Linked DNA regions of Mus musculus: regions 1 and 2 are each linked to region 3. Evidence: chromatin contacts called from public Hi-C and promoter capture Hi-C data. All regions are on one chromosome and are shown on one strand. Each heading gives the region's core, a stretch centred on a gene start, on an enhancer-like site or on the middle of the called end of the contact. The rest is flanking DNA. Distances are from core to core; before and after follow the strand shown.

The links. Promoter capture Hi-C pulls out the DNA fragments that hold promoters and counts their contacts. Hi-C and Micro-C count contacts between places; a contact is called where the count stands out from the background.
Region 1: a Hi-C map of rod photoreceptor shows a contact between it and region 3, with 4 times the contacts expected there. The contact joins the promoter of Otud1 here to the promoter of Pip4k2a in region 3. A contact is called at or near these places in 2 of 39 promoter capture datasets (the C10 cell line and pre-B cells), 3 of 484 Hi-C or Micro-C datasets (embryonic stem cells and rod photoreceptor) and 3 of 115 datasets of contacts at active chromatin or transcription factors (memory CD8 T cells, microglia and pancreatic cancer cells).
Region 2: a promoter capture Hi-C map of the HPC-7 cell line shows a contact between it and region 3, with 4 times the contacts expected there. The contact joins the enhancer-like site here to the promoter of Pip4k2a in region 3. A contact is called at or near these places in 9 of 39 promoter capture datasets (the 3T3-L1 cell line, the C10 cell line, the HPC-7 cell line and 5 more), 12 of 484 Hi-C or Micro-C datasets (B cells, cerebral cortex, embryonic fibroblasts and 8 more) and 4 of 115 datasets of contacts at active chromatin or transcription factors (astrocytes, fibro-adipogenic progenitors, forebrain and 1 more).

The regions. Positions count from the first base shown.
Region 1 is chr2:19,655,909-19,660,183 of GRCm38.p6, reverse strand. Otud1 (OTU domain containing 1) reads right to left here and starts at 2,453. Exons shown (of 1, transcript NM_027715.2): 1 at 1-2,453. The coding sequence starts at 2,122. The coding sequence ends at 758. Gm3230 (predicted gene 3230) reads left to right here and starts at 2,287. Exons shown (of 1, transcript NR_033642.1): 1 at 2,287-4,275.
Region 2 is chr2:18,369,002-18,373,334 of GRCm38.p6, reverse strand. All of the region lies in intron 1 of Dnajc1 (DnaJ heat shock protein family (Hsp40) member C1), which reads left to right. Among named protein-coding and RNA genes, the nearest start is that of Dnajc1, 22 kb to the left of the region's middle. Within about 2 kb of position 2,019, at least 27 of the 459 cell types and tissues checked have an H3K27ac peak or open chromatin away from gene starts, as enhancers often do. A contact at or near this core is called in the HPC-7 cell line, liver and uterus, where this site is marked.
Region 3 is chr2:18,996,640-19,000,538 of GRCm38.p6, reverse strand. Pip4k2a (phosphatidylinositol-5-phosphate 4-kinase, type II, alpha) reads left to right here and starts at 2,418. Exons shown (of 10, transcript NM_008845.4): 1 at 2,418-2,687. The coding sequence starts at 2,544. 4930426L09Rik (RIKEN cDNA 4930426L09 gene) reads right to left here and starts at 2,220. Exons shown (of 1, transcript NR_024323.1): 1 at 735-2,220.

The sequences.
Region 1 (4,275 bases), core at 1,204-3,703, 660 kb before region 3:
AAACGAACACAATCGAGAACACCAATCTACTCTATAAACATAAGAGTACAGAATTATCATTCTGCCGTCAGCAAATAGCAGACTTCAAGTAAGGCCTGGTACTGTCATTAAAAAAAAAAAAATCGTCCCAAAGCTATCCCTTCCTTAACTTCTTCAAAATGAACCATTTCTTAAAAAAATAACATCTTCTCTCCCCCCCTCCCCAATAGGTTTTTTTCATCAAAATGGAATGGGCTAATCATCTGGTAACATAATGTGTCAATATCCATTTGAAATAATTAAGAATTGTGAAATATTCCAACAATAAACTAGTTACTAAATCACAAACTGAAATAAACTTCATAGAAAGCACTTCTCTGGATTCTGCTTAAAAGCCATTTCTCGAAATTGGAACAAGGCAATAGATGAAAGTACACCCATTTTTAAAAATGTGCAAAAATACATTTTTATAGAAAATAGACTACCAGGAATGAACAAATTCATACCGTGAGACATCAGCTTGCAAATTAAGTAGCACTCACTTTATACAGCAAATTTTAAATAGCAGTAGGCTCACCCAAAGCTATCAGGAAACATCATTCAGGTGCCCAGCAACCTGCGGCTCTGAGAGGACATTCAAAAACTGATTAAGGCATTACACCTAAAGTCAGTCTACTAGGAAAGTGAAAAGTGCCATTACCCTAATTAGAGTTCGTGTGGTTCTCCCAACACAACTGACACGCGCCATTTCCCCCAACTTGTCAGGTCCTCAGACTTTTCAAGAGCATGCATTTTGTTCAATATACATTTTGGACAGGGATATGGCCATGGACTTGGCAAGTTCTTCATCGCGTTTTTTCTGTATCTGGGTTTGCTTGCACCAATTGTCATACTCTGGGTTAGGATAGGAGTGGTCAAAAACAGCATCATAGTGTCCATTGCTGAGCCAACTGAGCCAAATACTGGGCCGTAGAGAATCCTCTGGGCCCAGATAGTGGATCATGGTAGACACGGTGGGGCTCTCCAGCCTCCCTCCAGTAGTTAAGTGTATATTCACATTCAGCATCTGCCCCATGGCCAGCAATTCGGGATATCCGGCCCACGCCCCATCTTGGGCAGCAGCGATAATAAACTCCCCCACGTCGCCCTCAATGAGTGGGCTGAAGTGGTCCAGGTGGTCCGCGATGTAGTGCACGGTCTGCTCCCTCAGCTCCCGGTGCAGGCTCTGGTCCCCGTACACAGTCTTGCTGACAGCTCGGTAGAGGCAGTTGCCGTCGGGGATGATGTGGAATCGGTACTTGTTTCTCTGCCTCAGGTACTTGTCCTGCCTCTCCACCTCGGCCAGGTACAGGGCTAGCTTCTCGTCCCTGGGATCCGCCCGGGACGTGCCTACGGCTTCGCCTTCGCCGTTCTGGGCCGGCTCGCCGCTGCTCCGAGCGGGTGCCGGAACCGGGTGAGCCTCGGCTTCGGGATCTTGCCGTCGGAGCGCGTCAGACCCGGAGGCGTCGCTGCGACCGCTCGCCCGGTCCCAACCCCGGGAACTGCGCTCCGCCCGGCGCTCTTCACCCCACGGGCCGGAGCCCGGGCCGGCGCCGGGCTCCGGGCCGACGGGGGCCGGTGCAGGGGCCCGGTGCTGGGAGGCTGCCAGGGCCTGGCGGTGCTCGCTCAGTCGGAAGTTCCTGTCCGGAGCGTCGCGGACGGCGTTCGGGGCCGCGGGCTCGTCGGGCCGGAGCAGCTCTTCCAGCAGCCAGGCAGAGGAACCGCGACGCGGCGGCGAGGGGGCTGAGGGTGGCGGCAGCAGGAGGCGCTCGGCGCCCAGGGCCCGCACGGCGATGTGCGCCGTGGACGTGAAGTGCGGCGGCAGCGGCGGCTTGCTGCACGCGCCCGGCGGGGCGGCGGCGGACCCGGACCGCTCGAAGCAGGCAGAGAAGGCGGGCATGGCAGCGGCGGCGGCGGCTTCGCGTGGTTCGGTGGCCGCGGCGGGTGGGCGCTCTCCGGTATCCGGCTCCGGGGCCGCGGCGGCGGGGCTGGCTGACTGCAAGGAGACCTTGAAGGCGGCGGCGGCGGTGGCAGGCGGGGCGGCGGCCGTGGGCCCCGGCGTGCCCGCAGGGTAATGGGTGCACACGCTGCTGTAGAGCTGCATGGCCGCGGCCGCCCGCGGCCCCTTATAGCTGCGAGCCCGGCTTGGAGACACACCCTCGGGCGCAGTGCCCCGGAGCCCGAGAATAGCGCTGAGCTCAGCGCCGCGGGCCGCCGCGTCAGGAGCCGCGAATAGCGCCCGGGCCGCGACCCAATTCGTGCTGCGCCACAGCGCGCGGGCGGTCCGAGGGCACCGGAGGGCGCGCGCTCGGCCGGGGACTCGGGCGTAGGACGCTGGCGCAGCTGTGCCCCGCGCCGGCCGCTGGGGACGGTTGGAGGAGCTGCCCGCTCAGACGAGCGCCGCCCGCCCGCAAGCAGGAGTGCAGCGCGCGGATGGTAGGAGGCGGGGCCGCGCTTGTTTACCTCAGGCCGCGCGGCCGCGTCACGTGGTCCCACAGGAATGCGCGCCCCATTCAAGCGGGGCGGCCCCGCCCTCCAGCGGAGACCTCATGGGCGTGGCCGGGGAGGGCGAGGCGGGGGCTGGACTACGGACATGCGCATTGAGTGCGCTCCCAACCTGACTACGGTTGCTGGCTGCCTGGTACCTGGGAAGCAGATCTGTGGGCTATGCGGCTGTCCTGCTGTGTGACGCTGTGGCGGGACCAGCGTTGCTGGGGCAAACAAATAGGTTGGAATAACGTTTTTCTAAAACACTTCCGGACTAGGGACTGAGCTCTACCTTCAGGGCCAATGGCATTCAACTTCTTGAGTCGTTTCCTCCAGTTAACGTGTTTGGGTCTGGTCTACACGGTCTTGCTGCCCCGCTAAGCAAAAATAGACGTTCCTGCACTGCTAACTTAAGTCACCTAGGAAATGCAAGGGCGAAAGGAAGGCTTTTCAACAGCCTTCCTTGGAATACCAAATAACATGCCGCCTTAAAGCCTTTTGAAAGTAGATCGCGACTGTTAAACTTTGAGGCAAGAGGCACACAACCTGTTTTCTGGAACAGCACAGCAAAATGAAATAACAGACTGAACTGTGCTTCCTCTGCAACGGAAAGCCAGAGTGTTATCAAATTGGTACCTACTTGCAGTAACAGTAGCTTTTGCCTTATTCTGAGTTTCAATCCAATTTTAAATTTAGTTTCCAGATATACAGATTGAATTGGAGACTACTTCTTGGTATGGAAAAACAGCCTGCAGGTTGTACTACCTGCGCGCCACCATTCTGCTTGGAACATAATTTATGCTTGTTACTAGGGTCTCTCGTTGGGGGTTCTTAGTCTCCTTAATCAAATAAATTTAAAATGTTCAAAAGGAAGCTCGGGGGGGGGGCAATTTTACTAGAGTTTGAGAGGGTAGGCAATCTGCTAATCTTGGCAGGTGGCCAGAGAAGGGAAGGGGGGGAAAAAAAAGAAAAAAAGAAAAAAAGAAAAAAAAGCCATGCCCTTTTAAGTTAGGACTGGAAAAGGCAGGCCAGCAGGTTCAGCAATGGAGTTTGGCCAGCGGTTGCTCAGGGAAGGGTTGGTGTAACCCGCCTATCAAGACTGGAATGGGTGTATACTAAACAGATATACTAACCCTGTTATTTACCCCATTGGGAAAAAAAAAAATGGACACCTCTCCCCCCACCCCCACCCCGCCTCCGTACACTGATAGGCACATATGCCTGCACACACATTAGAATTCCTCCTAGGGATCTATCTCCTGCTGGGAGGGAAAAAAAAAAAAAAACCGGCTGAATCCCTGGGGACATCCAGAGAAGAAACTTATCTTCTGGAAATGACCTTTCAGGAGAGATTTGGAGCTGAGAAAGGAATGGATTGGGGACCACATTTGCCAGTGTTTAGTTAGGCAGAGCTTTTGTTTTGTATTTGAACCTCATCCTCAGGAAACCCAACTCCAAGGCAGAATTTGTGGATTAGTAAGATCTCTGTGTCCCACTTTCCGATGTGGCCACATTGAATAAATCTCCTTTTCTTTTTCTTGTGGCTTTCTTTTCCTTCATTAATTTGGCACTTTTAGCTGCCTTACTGAAGAAGGATGGCCGAACTTGAGTTGGAACACAGTTTGTAACCCATAATTCTAGTAATAGTAGCTTTAGAGAAAAGTAAAACGGCACAGAATGTCCATAAAAGCATGCCTGGTATCTTCAAGCAAACAATGCAAAAGAGGAAATGACCCTTTTCTGAATGAGAGCTCAGAAGAGAAGGCAGGC
Region 2 (4,333 bases), core at 770-3,269, 630 kb after region 3:
TCTTAAAATCCTCCTTCTTCTTAGGGGAGATCTAGGGTGGTTTCTGTTTTAGATTATTTGAAAAAATTTTAAATTCTGATCTCAAGTAGAATGTTTAGCATAGGTGGCATAGTTTTTCAGGAATATTGCCTTCCTGACTCAGATACTATATTAGCTATATTAAGGTTTTGTCTTGTTTTGTTTTTGTTTGTTTGTTTTTGCTTTGTTTAGTAGAGGGAAATAAAAAAAAAAAAACCTTAATACTTGACTTTCCGCTTCTGGATGACTGTATTTTGGTCACATGCTTGGGATCAGGTCTAAACTCACATCCTAAACTGACTTAGCAGTTATTGAGAACACATGCACGAGGTCTGGACATTGGGCCACGTGAGTTGTTGTTTGGGTCTAAGAATTAGTGCTTTGGGTACTTGCTTCACCTTTACAAAATGTATTTTGATTCAAGGTTTGGTTTATGTGGCTATCTAGAAAAGAAGGAAGTGGATTTCTGAGAGGAATCTTTACCAAATCTGCATGTTGTAACTTAAACTTACCTAGATTGCAGCTTTTAGCTAAATAGTGTGTTTACGTGGCATAGTGTATCATATTGTTTTCATTTCTCTTGAAGTCTGATGGTAGCTAAGATAAATTCCTGAAGTTTGTCTGGTATTTGAATACTAAGTCCTAGTATTCTAGTTTGTCTGCTTCTAGCTCGTGAGATTATTTCAGGAAGTAGGGGACAGCTGTGTGATGAATAATGTCTGAGAAAGCATCCGTGTGCTCTGGCTCGCTCTCGAGCAGGGTGAGGGGTTTCTGCTACTTACACTTACCATCAGCCCCTATGGCTCTTCACTGATGCTGCTTCGTTTGATGAGACCCTTTACTGCGGTTGTACTGGAGTTATGGAAGAGAAGAGAAATAGGAGAGCCCGTGGGTAACCTAAATTTGTGAAAAGACTGAGGGAAGCTCGTCTCTTCCTTCACCGATCTTAACATGATCATAGAAATCAATAAATATAGCCTTTGTCCCAAGAAGACAGAATTCTTCAGCTCTTTTGCATTTTGTGGCTTAGGAAGAAGAGTTGAGAGAAGCCAGAGCTGAGAACATCCCTTGCTCCTGAAAGGCAAGGGCAATCATTTTAAGTGGCTGTTAATCTTTATTGGGTCTGGATTCCTTCAGACTTGTCCTCGAGCTATCTGTTAGCATTTTGACCAGACAGTTTTGTTTGTTTGTTCATTTGCTTGAGATGTAATCTCACTATGTTACCCCTGGCTGACCTGAAACCCACTGTGTAGACTAAGCTGGCCTTGAACCCAAAGAGATCTGTTTGTCTTTGCCTCCCAAGTGCTGAAAGGCATCTATCACCATGCCTGGCTTTAATTAGTAATTTTTAAAGTATTATTAAGATTCAGTGATAACTGGTGTGTTTGGAGAAAACTTGACATGCTGTTTTTGCATGTAGGATAATGTTGAGCCTTTGAGGGTGTGAGTAACAGGAAAATAGAGAGCTAAGTGTGGTGTGGTGCTCCTGTAATCTTGGCATTTGGGAGGCTGAGACCTCAGGATCAGAAGTTTGAAGACAGCTTTGACTATAAAGCATTTTGAGGCCTGATTGAGCTACATAAGACCTTGTCTTAACAACAAAACAAAAATGCAATAAAAAGACACAACATTTATGTGGATGGCCTTAGTTTATCATTGAACAAATCACATCTTTTGCAGTCTCACATACTTTATAGAAATAAAGCTTTTCACATAAGCCAGTAAGTATTTCACAAGATGTTCTTTACCAAATATTTGAACACCGTGTTGCGGTGTGGGTTTTTTAGTTTTTAGAGTGTGTGGAAATAGGATTCTTGCTCTCAAATACACATAGTTAAAAGAAGCCATATGCCTGTTTGGGAAGCAGGAAGATGAAACAGCAGTACGCCTGTTACTGTCTTAAAAAATACAAAGCTTTTCAAGATGCAAAGGGTTTTTTTGTTTTTGTTTTTTTAAGCCATCAGTGTAGTCACAGATAGAGCCGCTCATGCATCAGCTTGTGGTCTGTGACTTATAAACCCCTTCAGCACGCTCTACAGTCTCTCGAGAACAGTCTGCCCAAGGGAAGTTACTCTATCTGATTTTCCTAGAAGAAAAATTGAGGTGACTCTAACAAAACCAACCAAACAAATTAAACTAAAAGCAAACCTTCATGACAAAAAACTTGAGTAGTTATCATTTCATAGTAAAGAACATGTATATTTGGGTTTCTGAATAACCACTTCTTTTGAAAATGTTTCCTAATTAAAACCAGATGAGAGTAGCAAAGGAGGCATTTAGGTCACTAAAAGACAGATGTGCTTCATGAAATTTGCAGAATTCATCAATACCTATAACTGATTTATAATTGCATTTGGTCTTAACACATACCAATGTGGATCTAACAGGCACAGTAAGAGTAGAATAAAACACTTAAGGTGAAAGGGTTAATTGGCCTTGCACAGTTCAATTTGCCACTGTAGTGGTCCTTTCTGTTGTCTGTGTCAACAGAGTTGCTAAGTACTTTCCCACTAAGCTGCCACTCTTATTTATACAGTTGAACCACCAATGAGGAATGGGTCAGTTTACCAGTTGTCAGGCCTTTTCTTACTGCCTTTTCAGACCACTTCATGCTGTTTTACTCCAGCTGTTGCTACACACCTCCCTGAGCTCTCCTTAGTCACATGACTCCCCCCCCCCCTTTTTAACAAATTCCTTTTTTTTTTTTTTCAAGATTTATTTATCTTATGTATACGAGTACATAGCTGTCTTCAGACACACCAGAAGAGGGCATCAGATCCCATTACAGATGGTTGTGAGCCACCATGTGGTTGCTGGGAACTGAACTCAGGAGCTCTAGAGAAGCAGTCAGTGCTCTTAACCACTGAGCTATTTCTCCAGCCCTCTCTCTCTTTTTTTAACAGGGTCTCCCTTACTCTTACTAGTTGGTATGAGCATATGGAATGCATACTTGGTTCAACTACTCGGTATTTTCTTCTCACTCTGCTCCCTTTTACCAAATCATATCTCAAAAATTAGTTCAACCTTTCAATATTTCTTTGAAAGTCACATTTAAAAAAAAGATTCAGAAATTAAAACATGACATTATAGATAAGAGAACTATTTAACCAGTCTTTAATTGTGAGTACCCTACCCTACTATAAGTTATCATATTGAAACATATACTTCCAGACTAATTTTTGACTACCAATCTTTTGTTTTGTTTTGTTTTGTTTTTTGGGTTTTTTTTTTGAGACAGGGTTTCTCTGTATAGCCCTGGCTGTCCTGGAACTCACTCTGTAGACCAGGCTGGCTTTGAACTCAGAAATTCGCCTGCCTCTGCCTCCCAAGTGCTGGGATTAAAGGTGTGTGCCACCACCGCCTGGCCCAAATCTTTGTGTATATTCATATCTATAGTGTTGCTGGGAATTTATATAAGTGTTAGTTTTGAGGTATGTTTGTCTGCTTATTCTCCTTCTGGTCTTTCCTCTCTCTTCACTTGGGAGGCAGAGGTGGGCTAAGCTCTGTGAGTTCGAGGCCAGCCTGGTCTGCAGAGCAAGTTCCAGGACAGCTAGGGCTTTACAGAGAAATCCTGTCTCAAAAAACTGAAAAAACAAAACAAAACAAAACAAAAAACTTAAAATAAATAAATAAATGAATAAGTAGGGACACAATATCTAGTATAAGAAGGTACCTAAAAATTGTGTGTGTTTTTTTTTCTTGTGTCAGTTTTTAGGGTAATATTTATTTTGAAGATTTTTAATTCTTTTTCAGATATTTGTGGTTTTTCTTTTTCTTTTCTTTTCTTTTCTTTTCTTTTCTTTTCTTTTCTTTCTTATAGGCCTTAAAACCTTCTAAGCAATTTAGTCTTGGTAAATATATAGTAAAGAAAAGGATAAAGTATGATTTCTTAAAAATTAGTTTAGCTCCACAGGACTAAGGAATATTGTTTACAGAACATGTGCAAGGCTCTGGATCAGACCCATTCCTAGGGAGTGTCTCCCTTGTCAGGATGAATTCGTTGTCAAGATATACAGTTAATTGTTGTAAGGAAAAGGCATCCAGATACTTTTACTCCTATTTGAACTATTGATGACTCAGATCTAAGGTGTTCTAATTCAAAGGTGATATGTCACACATAATTAGACAGATATCACTTATACTTCTGAGGCAAATATATTATTATAAACTAAAATAGCCATCCTGCTTAGTTTAGTACTATTTTTTATTAGAAAAAAGCAGCTCTGAGAGATGATAGATATGCTAATTTGTTTGATTGTGGCGTTTTACAATGTATATATGATTTGTGATGGCTATTCTTGTTTGTCAGCTTGAC
Region 3 (3,899 bases), core at 1,169-3,668:
CCCACAGAGTCATTTCTGGTTGGATGCCCGAGTCATTGTAAAACCTTTAACATTGTCGTTTTGATGAAGAGCTTCAAACTGCTTTATGAGAGTGTGCCGAGTTGGTTATAGTAAGAGAAGAAATAAAGTAACAGCTGCAGGAAGCAAAAACAACTCAGCGCCAGGAGCCTTTCAACATCATACATTTTCCTGTTAGTAGTTGTCCTTTGAATAATTCCTTGCTTAGAGAAGGACCTCAGCCTCAGAACCAACAGCAAAAGAGTTCGAAGGCAAATAGATGTGACTCCCTTGACTGTGGAAGCAGCTTGCGAAGTCAATGAGTCAGGATTCAGCAGGATGTTATCAATGTTTCTGATTATACCTTTGTTTTCCCATCCTTGTTTCTGCCCCTCCCAGGAGAGATGGTGACCTCTGGTGCATCTGTGCCCAGGTTTCTCTTTGAAGGGTTGCCTAACAATGCCCAGAGGTGTCCATTTCCTGTTCTTGTAGGCTCACCCAGCTCTTTGCTGTCATTGAATTCAGTTTTTCAGCAAGCCCATTGTCTTGCATTATTAATATACAATTAAGTACATTACAGCTATTGTGAACAAATAAAGAGATACAGAGGCATTGAAGTGGAAGGATTCATTTCAACCAGGAGGAAAGGGTAATTGTTTTCAAGGACAAGGGCTGGTACAGGTTTCTGTGGAGGGGTGATGAAGAGCAATAATCAATGATGATGTGAAGCTCTTGAGTCTGGGTCAATGAGAATTTATTAAATAAATGAACTCCCAACTGGTTAACAACAATATGAATGCTTATTTCCAACACAGGAAGAGAAATGAAACAACTTGTAGGCTGTGTAGGGTGCTGAATTTGGTTGTAGATTCTTGTGAAAGGATGCCTGTGGGCAAGCTATGAAAATTGGTTTAGATAGACTCTTTTCTGAGGTCAGGCGACAGTTTATGAGTTATCAGTAAGATAAAGACTGTACAGCCCCACAGCCCCTCCACCGCCCCCAGACAGGGTTTCATGGATACCTGGCTTGGCTTGAACATACCTACCTACCTGAGGATTATATTGAATTTCTGATCCTCTAGCCTTGCCTCCTGAGGGCCAGGATTACAGGTCTGCAACATTGTGTACTTTTATCTACTGCTGGTTTTGAGTGTAACAAACAATCTATAGCATAGTCCCTAAAGTGACCTTTGTGTCAGGCTATACCTAGTCACACAAATAACATCAGTCTCTGGTTAAATGATTTGGTCAACTAGTGGAACTGTGGGTCAAGTTTATGACTTCTCAGCATTAATTTAGGCTGGTTTTGTTATTATCTTCACCCCCTTTAGCCATTAACAATGGTGATGCTTGGTACCAGAAGAAGCAAGGAATCATTGCGGCGGCGGGGCGGGGGGGGGGGGGGATAGTATTAACAAGTTAGAATGACCAAGGGGATTTTGGGGGCAACCGTGCTGAAAGGTCAAATGAAGAAAAGGAAGGTCCGCACAGGATCTGCTCCCTTTTTGTTCCAGGCGTTACTCTTTGTCTTCTTGAAAGATCTAAGGACTGTAGACTTGCAACAACAAATGCCAGCGTAAGGACGACTAATTTCAGTGTGGGGTGGTAGTGGTGAAAGGCTAAACATTTTCAAATCAGAAGGTGCATGTCCAGAATAAGAGAAGGAAGGGGTGGCCTGCAAAATGATGGGTTCCAAGCAAACGGTCCAGACTGGGGCATGGCTGTCTTGACTAAAGCAGGGGTTTCAGTGAAGAATCCCAGAGTAGGTTGGGAATGACATTCTAGTATCCGATAGCATGGGAAGGCCCAACCAGGATACAAAAGGTTAGGAAGTTCAAGGCGGGGACTCCCTGGCAGACAGTTGACAAAGAGGAGCCAAGGTCCTTTCCCTAGATGCTGGGGAAGCCCGGGGCCCCGAAGAAGCGCTCTGGGTCCCACGAACTCGCCAGCCCTTGGCACGGGAAGCGGAGGTTCCCGGACATTCCTGGCTGCCCCATGCATCTGGGGGCTCCCTCCTCGGAGCTCCCTTGGCTCCGTATCCTTTCCTTGCTCCTCCCCAGGAGCGAGAAAGGCATGCTCACGCGAGTCTCCACACTCCGCAGCAGCCTCCCCAGACGGATCGCGGCCGCCAGGAGAGTGCTCGTCTTAGCACCGGTGGCGGAGCGCACAGAACAGCTTAACGGTCCGGCATCCGCATCCGCACCCGCCCCGCCCGTCGGCGCCGCTGCCCCGCCCGCCTCTGCGTCATGACGCTAGCGCCCAACGCGGAAGCCGCCCGCCGCCTGGACCAGCCGAGGGCTGTGCGCCGAGCCGCGACGGGCGGGAGCCGGCGGGGGCGCGAGGCGAGCGCAGCTGCAGCCTAAGCGGCCGAGCGCGCGGAGCGGGCGGAGCGAGCGCCCAGGACTGAGCGCGGGCGGAGCGGGGCTGGAGCAGGCGCGCAGCGGCGGCCGCCCCGGGGGATGCAGCTGCCTCCCCGGGCTGGCGTGTAGGGAGGGCGGGTCCCCGGCCTCGGCGGCGCGGCGGTGGAGGGGACCGAGACTGCGACCATGGCGACCCCTGGCAACCTGGGGTCCTCCGTCCTGGCGAGCAAGACCAAGACGAAGAAGAAGCACTTCGTGGCTCAGAAAGTGAAGCTGTTCCGGGCCAGCGACCCGCTGCTCAGCGTGCTCATGTGGGGGGTCAACCATTCGGTAAGGCTCCTCTGCGGCGCGCTCCTCTTGCTCCTCGGGCTCAGCCTCCCGGCTCTGCTCCTCCTGCTGCAGCGGTGGCAGGGCGGGGACCTCTAGCCGGCTAGCTCGGTCGGTCCCGGGCCCTCTGGCCACTCGCCTCTTGGGGTACCCCTAACCCCACGACAAGCGTCCATCTCCTGGGTTTCTCCGGCGGCGCTTGCGCTCCCTTTGGAACCCAGGGAGGGTGCAGGATGAGAAGCATTCTCTGTTCTGTGCTTCTGAGCCTCTCCGCGGCTGTCCTGTCCCGCATTCGTCCTCCCGCCGGTCGGTGCTCGCTGTCCGCGAAGTGGGAAGTTTGTGCGGGGACCGACTCTGTCTCAGCTATCAGTCCTGGCGGGGAACCGCTCAGGGCCCAGTCCGAGCGATCGCTCCACTTGTCTGGGACCGATGGGCCCTCCTGCCCTGAGCGGGTGGGCAGGTGAACCTGTCCCTGTCAGGAAGAGTCCGGAGCTTCTCGGAGATAGGACTGGAGTGAATCAGAAGATTTTGGGCGGCAGCTTGAGAGCTTAGCTTTCTTTTTTCCTTTAAAGGCAGTATTGTCAGACTCTAGGAGAATTTTTTTGGGGGGGTGGGGGGTGGGGGTGGGGAAGACGGGCAAAGGAAAAAAAAAAGCAACGTAAATATGGCCCTGGTGCTGAGCGTCTTCTCTTCATCCCTTCCCGCATCGCCCAGCTGCTGTGCCCTTTCCAGACCTCCTGGCGGGGAGTCTTCCTCCCTCCCCCTTGCTTCCTCCCCTCCTTGGGGAGCCAGGCAGAAGTCACAGACTTCTGCAGAAGGATGGCCTTGGTGGTGATAGTCGGAGGGGGTCCCGGCGGTCGCGAGTTCGAGGTGGTCTAGAGTTAATTACATCCATTTTGGAGGTTGTTTAAAAGACTGTCGGGGTGCGCGTTGGGGAGGGTTAGTCTAGCGCACAGCTAGGGATGTAAGGAGGTGCGCGGCTGCAGACTCTGCGGACTGCGGTGTGGGGGGCTGAAACAGCGTCCTGCTGATCTGACAGCGAGAAAACTCCTGCAGCTTTAATCTTCTTAGATGGGCTCAGGAAACGTGATAGGCGCTGTTGGCTGAGCCTTGAAAGTTTCAATGAGCTTGTGAATTTTGACCATGACCTTACCTACTGCAGTCAGCCAGCTTCAGAGAGAGAGCTTGAGCCTGCTGCTCTGCTTTTGTTTTCAG